Regions from separate parts of the Ovis aries genome. Here region 2 is linked to region 1. Evidence: chromatin contacts called from public Hi-C data. All regions are on one chromosome and are shown on one strand. Each heading gives the region's core, a stretch centred on a gene start, on an enhancer-like site or on the middle of the called end of the contact. The rest is flanking DNA. Distances are from core to core; before and after follow the strand shown.

The links. Hi-C and Micro-C count contacts between places; a contact is called where the count stands out from the background.
Region 2: a Hi-C map of tail adipose tissue shows a contact between it and region 1, with 4 times the contacts expected there. The contact joins the promoter of GALNT4 here to the promoter of DUSP6 in region 1. A contact is called at or near these places in 2 of 16 Hi-C or Micro-C datasets (hypothalamus and tail adipose tissue).

What each region holds. Positions count from the first base shown.
Region 1 is chr3:125,706,309-125,709,399 of ARS-UI_Ramb_v3.0, forward strand. It overlaps DUSP6 (dual specificity phosphatase 6), which reads right to left and starts at 1,618. Exons shown (of 2, transcript XM_027967193.3): 1 at 756-1,618. The coding sequence starts at 1,155.
Region 2 is chr3:125,887,770-125,890,860 of ARS-UI_Ramb_v3.0, forward strand. GALNT4 (polypeptide N-acetylgalactosaminyltransferase 4) reads right to left here and starts at 1,564. Exons shown (of 1, transcript XM_004006246.6): 1 at 1-1,564. The coding sequence starts at 1,306. It overlaps POC1B (POC1 centriolar protein B), which reads right to left and starts at 2,700. Exons shown (of 11, transcript XM_060414018.1): 1 at 2,644-2,700; 2 at 1,886-1,970. The coding sequence starts at 2,658. LOC132659615 (a long non-coding RNA gene) reads left to right here and starts at 2,820. Exons shown (of 3, transcript XR_009600203.1): 1 at 2,820-3,091.

The DNA of each region.
Region 1 (3,091 bases), core at 368-2,867:
TTGCACTATTGGGGTCTCGGTCAAGGTCAGACTCAATGTCCGAGGAGGAGTCGGAGCTGATCCGCAGGCCCCCGAGCCCCAGTACTGGCAACGGTGGCGAGCTGCTGCTACACGAGCCGTCTAGATTAGTCTCGCAGTGCAGGGCGAACTCGGCTTGGAACTTACTGAAACCACCTGCCAGGAGGAGAAAAACAATCATGTAACCCGAGATCCCGTAGTAGTTTTCACAGCTTTGAGAGCCGCAGCCGCACGCAGAAACACACCACAGAACCCTACCAACGTCCCTACACGCGAAACCAAATATAAGAGAAAAATACTTAAATGTGCGCCCTTGGGAACAGAACGAACGCGCCCGCCTCCCCTGGGAACCCTCATTCTTTTGAATCCGGAAATGCACAAAATGGCAACTTTTCCGAATATCTTGAAGGGGTAGAAGGTGCCAACCTGCACCACAACCGTCCTGCAAAATCTGAATCAAAAACCGAATGACAGAAAGTAGGGAAAGGTGGAGGACATTTTGGGTAGGAAACAGAGGTGGTCGGAAAGAAATGGCCCAAGAGTGCGGCCGGAAGCGGGCCGGTTCCTCGCGGGCCAAGCTCGTGGGTGCGGGACGCGCGAGGTTCGCAGCCGGGGGACAGGCAGACAACCCCTGGCGCAGCAGTGGGTTCAGAAGCGCCGGCCGAGCGCCCGGCCTGCAGCCCGCAGCCCGGTGTCCTCTGCCTGGCCCCCCCTGCGCAGAGCTCCCCGGCTCGTACCTTCCAGGTAGAACGCCCGGCATCCCTCGTCCTTGAGCTTCTTGAGCAGCAGCCCGAGCACCGACTCGCCGCCAGTATTCTCGTTCCAGTCGCTGCTGCTCTCATCGTAGAGCACCACGGTATCGGTGCCGCAGCGCCGGGTGAAGCGGTCCCGGTCCTCGCCGCGCGTGAAGAGCGCGCGCACCGGCAGGTTGCCCTTCTGCAGGCGCCGCAGCATGATCCCGGGGATGGCCACGTTGATGGCGGACTCGATATGGGACGACTCGTACAGCTCCTGCGGCCGGCAGTCCATCAACAGCAGCCGCTCGTTACCCAGCTCCAGCTGCTCGTTGAGCCACGCCACCGTCTTGCTGATCGCCATTTCCGACGCGAAGGGCACGGGTCTGAGCGTATCTATCATGGGGGTCGAGCTGCCGGAGAGGGCGGAGTGCCTATCAGACGCCCCTCGGGGCAGGCAGAGGCCGAGCGCGCCGCGGGAAGCCGCCGCTCTAGGAGCGGGGTTGGAGTCCACCTCGCCCTTCCCAAGCCGGGATAGCGGTTGGGGCAGGCGAGACCGAAGTGAAGCCGGCGGTTCCCTCTGCACCAGGCTGCAGCCGCTCGTTCTCGGTGTCAATGAATCTCTCTGAATGAAGCTGCCCAGACAGTTTTGTTCCTCCAGGGTGAATGAAATCCAATTAATTCGGACTCCGTGCTACTAAGAAGGGAGGAAAGAAAAGAAAGTCCAGCGGCTCCTAATCCCTCCCTCCAAGACTGCACCTCAAATCCACCCGGCCGTCTTTCTCCTAGGATTATTCAAACCTCGATTGCTCACTCTCCCTTGGCCTCGGCGCTCGCACACCCCCTGCGCGAGGCAGCTCCTCAATGGATACAAACAGCGAGCGTCTCAATGGATACATTCTCCGGGCCAGCCAATGAGCGCTCTGCGGAAGGGGCTGTTGCCGTGGGGACGGGCCGGCTGGAACAGGTTGTGTTGATGAATTGTTAATGAGTTTGTCATTCACAAAAACGGAAAGGAATTTCCGCTCCGGATAAGCCCCAGTGCAAACAAGCTGCAACAGCGGGCTCCGCGGGAGGAAGGAGAAAGAAGAGGAGGCGGCGGCGGAGGAGGAGCGGGGCACACAAACCAGGGCACTTCAGTTGTCTCGTGTTTCCTTCTGTTGAGAGTTCACACTTCGCGTCGGAACTTTCGCGCACAAATGGTGCAATTAGCGGGCACAAAAGCCCTTGTTCGCGACGCCTGTGAGTGCAAGCTAGCTTTAGGGAAACTTGTGCTGACTTCTTCCCTTTAAACTCATTTGCACTGGAGTTCACCATTGCCCCCCTTCCCCCCGCCTTAGGCAGTGTGTGTGGCATTTGTTTGCCAGTTTTAAAAGCCCGGCTCTGTTTGCTCTGATGTTCTTTTAGCCGAGGCTCTGTTGGGGCTGGTAAACTGCCTGGGTTTTAGTGACCGATGAGGTGTTAAATGCTAATCCAACATCTTTTGAAACAAACCAGGATTTTGTTGAAACATTTTTAAGCAAGCAATCAAATGCTTGGAAGTCCAGATAATAGGAAGCAAGCCTTTTTAAAAAAAAACAGCTTTTTAATTAATTTCTTAAAAACCAGTGGAGACGGCAGGAACAAAGTCGTTGGGCAGTCTGATGCTTTTATTTCTCTGGGGCGGCGTGGGGCGTTATAAGCCATTGTTCTGGGGATCCAAGCACCCCCTCCCCGGTCCCCGCCGTCACCCACTGCGCGCTGGGTGGTAGTGCTCGTTAATCATTTCTGAGCAGCGAGCTCAGCTTCCAGACACAGGAGCCTCCCTGGGGGGGCTGCATGGACGAGGTGCACCGAGGCACGCGGAGCCAGGCAGGCTGTCCCCACCACCCTCAAAGCGTGGGGGAAGTCCTCCCGCAAGGCCTGCAGGCTGCGGGGGCTCAAGTTGGCTCGGCGATTGGTTTACTGTAGACCGAGGCATGTCAGAACGGAGCCACCCCGACAACCCGCGCCGGGTCAGCCCCTTCCTTCCCGGGGCAGCAACCCCCTCCCTTGCAAGTCGCGGGGCACTGGCGGAACACTGCCCCCTCCTGCGCGTTGCGTTCCTCGTGAGCATCCGCCGCCTCCGCAGCTCAGTTCAGCTGGCGCCGAGCGTCTAGGGACCCCGGGGACCGGTGGGAGGCCGAGTGTGGGACTTTGGGCTCCAGTTCTGCCTAGTGCGGGTATGGGGCGAGGAGTGCGTGCCGGGTCCCCTGCTCCAGAGGCGACCTGGGGATTCTGGGGAACGTCTCTCCTGCGCTGCATGGCCAGCAGGTAATTGGGGAGGTGCTGGCCAGACCAGCGACCCGCGCTCGGCCGGC
Region 2 (3,091 bases), core at 314-2,813, 180 kb after region 1:
ACACATTTTTCAAATACCAGTCAAAGCTCTTGCACTTCAGCCTTTCCCGTAGTAATTTTCTTTCAGAAATATCACCATAAGCTTCTTTCCTTGCTGGAGGGTTTCGGTTGTAGAAATGCTCTTTGTACTCGTCCATCCAGACTTCCGCTGCCCGAGCAGTATTCTGCAGGAAATTGGGCCGAGCATATGGTGCCCGCTTAGGGAATACGTGGCCCACGTGGGAACAGGGGTGGATCTCCAGTTTACCTCCACACTGCCACACCCTGAAAGACAGCTCCAGGTTTTCACCTCCCCACACTTCCATCCCAGTGTCATAAGTTCCAAGGTACTGAAAATACTTCTTGCTGACCGCAAACAGTCCTCCGGCCATGGTGGGCGATCTGAATGGTTCAATTCTGGATTTACGCCTGTCCCTTTCATGTTTGGGGACAGAATGCCACTGGAATGTTAGACGCCAGTCGAACCCACCAATCATGGGTTCCCCAGTCTGCATATAGAATTCAAAAGTATTCCAGTCGATGGTGTCTATAACAGGACAAATGACCACTGTTTCATCCTTATGAATCCTTTCCAAAAGTGGCTCCAGCCAACCAGTATTACACTCACAGTGACAATCCAGGAAAGTCAGGACATCGCCAGTGGCAAAAGTGGCCCCAATCAGACGGGCCCTCACCAGCCCTTCGCGCTTGTTTGTTCTAATCAGGCGGACTCTATCCAGATTGCTGACGTAAGCTTCAAGCTGTGTCTTCAAATACACTCTGTCGCTCAAGTCATCGACTAAGATGATCTCCTTCAGAAGGACTGCAGGAGAAGTTTCTAAAACACTGTGGATGGTGCGAAGTAAAGTCGACCAGGCTTCGTTATAGAAAGCGATGATGACAGAAGTGGTGGGAAGTCTCCTGTAGTTAAACTTCTTGGACTTACACTCATACATTCTTTTATCCTCTATGTGGCGGTGCAGGGAAATCCTGTCACTGAGGTAAATGTTAATGGCATATCTCTCAATGAGTTCCTCTTGCTGCTTCAGTTCACTCTCGCTGAGCTGGAGTTTGCTGGCTTTCCCCCACTCCCCAAGGGCACGGGAATCTGCAGGGGGCTTCTCATACAGCGGTCGAGACAAATCCACTGCTTTCTTCCCCGGCTCTGAGAGCTGTCTTGACCCCGGTTCCTGGGCACCGCCGGCTCGTAAGGAGGCATGGAAAGTGGAGACGGAGAGTTCCACCAGGAGGTAGGCCACTGTTAGGAGCGCCAGCAGCAGGCAGCTTTTGCGTGCCCACGTCCACCTTACGGCCATCCGGATCTTCATGGCTGGGGCGCGGACGCGGCCACCAGAGTCACCGCGCGCAGGGGAAGGGCTGCGGGACCCGCCGCTTGAGCTCCGGGCTCAGGTAGGAGCGAACTTCCGAGCAGGTCCCGCTTTTCATGCAGGCGTTCGGCTCCTCGGCAGTCGCGGGGACTTCCTGGGGGTCACCTGGGACCTCCGCGGGGCTCGGCCTCCGGTGCACCCCCAACTCCTCTCTCCCCACTTCCTCCTGCCTGCCTCACAACTTTTCACAAACTCTACAGCCAACAACACCCCACCCTCCCCGGGCAGAGGACAAACCCCTCCCCTTCCCTCTTCCTCCCCCTGGTGGCGAGTTCGCGCCAGTGGTCGGCCAGGCCCGGGCCCAGGCCTGTGGGCGACTCTGCGGGGCCGGGGGCGGGAGCACCAAGGTGACCCCGGACTCGGGTCCACTCCCGCTCCAACTGCATCTCGGCCGCTCTCCGCACGATTCTACCCATCTGGGTCCTCAGTCGTGATGCTCCCGGGGACCCAGCTTGGACGGGCGGCAATCCTACCGATTGAGCGTCTCATCACAAAAAAAGAAAAAAAAAGAAAACTTACCAAGTTGTTTGCCGTTGGGGCTAAAGTCCACGGAGGTGATCGCAGCTTTGTGGCCCTTAAAGTAACGCTCCAGAACCGGGTCCTCCTGGGAAGGAAAGTTGTCAAGTTTTGAAAGCAGGTGCAGACCTCGAATGTGGGGGGGTCGGAGAGGAGCGCGGTCCCCTCCTGCGGGAGCCGGCCCGGGAACGGCCACATCGGTGGAGGGTTGTGGGGGAGCAGCAGCACCCCGAACGAGCACGCGCGGCCGCAGCTAACTGGGGTGTACGCCGAGCAGCAGCCTCCCCCCGCAGAGCGGGCGGAATCCCCGTTCGCGCTGCCCAGGAGCGGGCGCCCGCCCGAGACCACCTGGGCAGAGCGATTGAAATGCACGTTCCGGGGCCCCGCCCGCAGGCTCGCGGTCACAGGTGCGAGGCGGAGCCCCCCGGCTTCGGTACTTTTCAAAAACCTCCCAGGTGATTCTGACGCAGGCGCTCCACGGAAACCCTAAGAGAATTCTGGGGTGGGGGGGGCATGGGGCCGCCGGGGCGGTCGGAGCTCGGGGAGGAGCACCCGGGGCTCCGCCAGGGCTCGGCGCTCCCGGTGCCCCGGGGGCAAGGGATGAGTCACGGGCGCCCCGGGGCGAGGGGCGCGGAGCTCGCGGGTCGGGACTCGGCTGAGGACGCCTGCCTCCATGCCCCGCCAGGTGCGGGTGTAGCCCCGACCTGGCTCCCCAACCCGCGGGACCGGCTCCAGGGAGGCGCACCGCAGCCCGTCCTTACCGGGGAGGAGGCCATGGGGGAGCGCTCAGCTCCCGGCTCCTGCCCGCAGGGGGAACCGGGGGGAGGGAGGGGGCGGGGTAGGAAGGGGGACCGTGCGGTGCCCGGAACCGTCCGCCCGGAGCGGCAGCGCCTCCCGGTCACTACAACAACGGCGCCCCAGTCAAACCCCGCGCTCCAGGCGTGGCCAGCCGAGCCCCGAGGCTGCGCCCGCGCCGCGAAAAGCCGGACCTCCGCCACCTGGCAAGGCGGACGCCGGGGGATCAGGTGTCGTCACACATCAAAGCCAACGTTTGCTAACACCTGAGCTCCCCCCGGCTTGATACCAGAAGGAGGGTAGTAACCGATACAGGTAGGAGACCGATGGTTGGGAGAGGGTAAGGAACCTGTGATCGATGCAATCAGAATTCTATTACGCGTTAAAGAGACAGCGCGCGCAAATTTGAAGCAG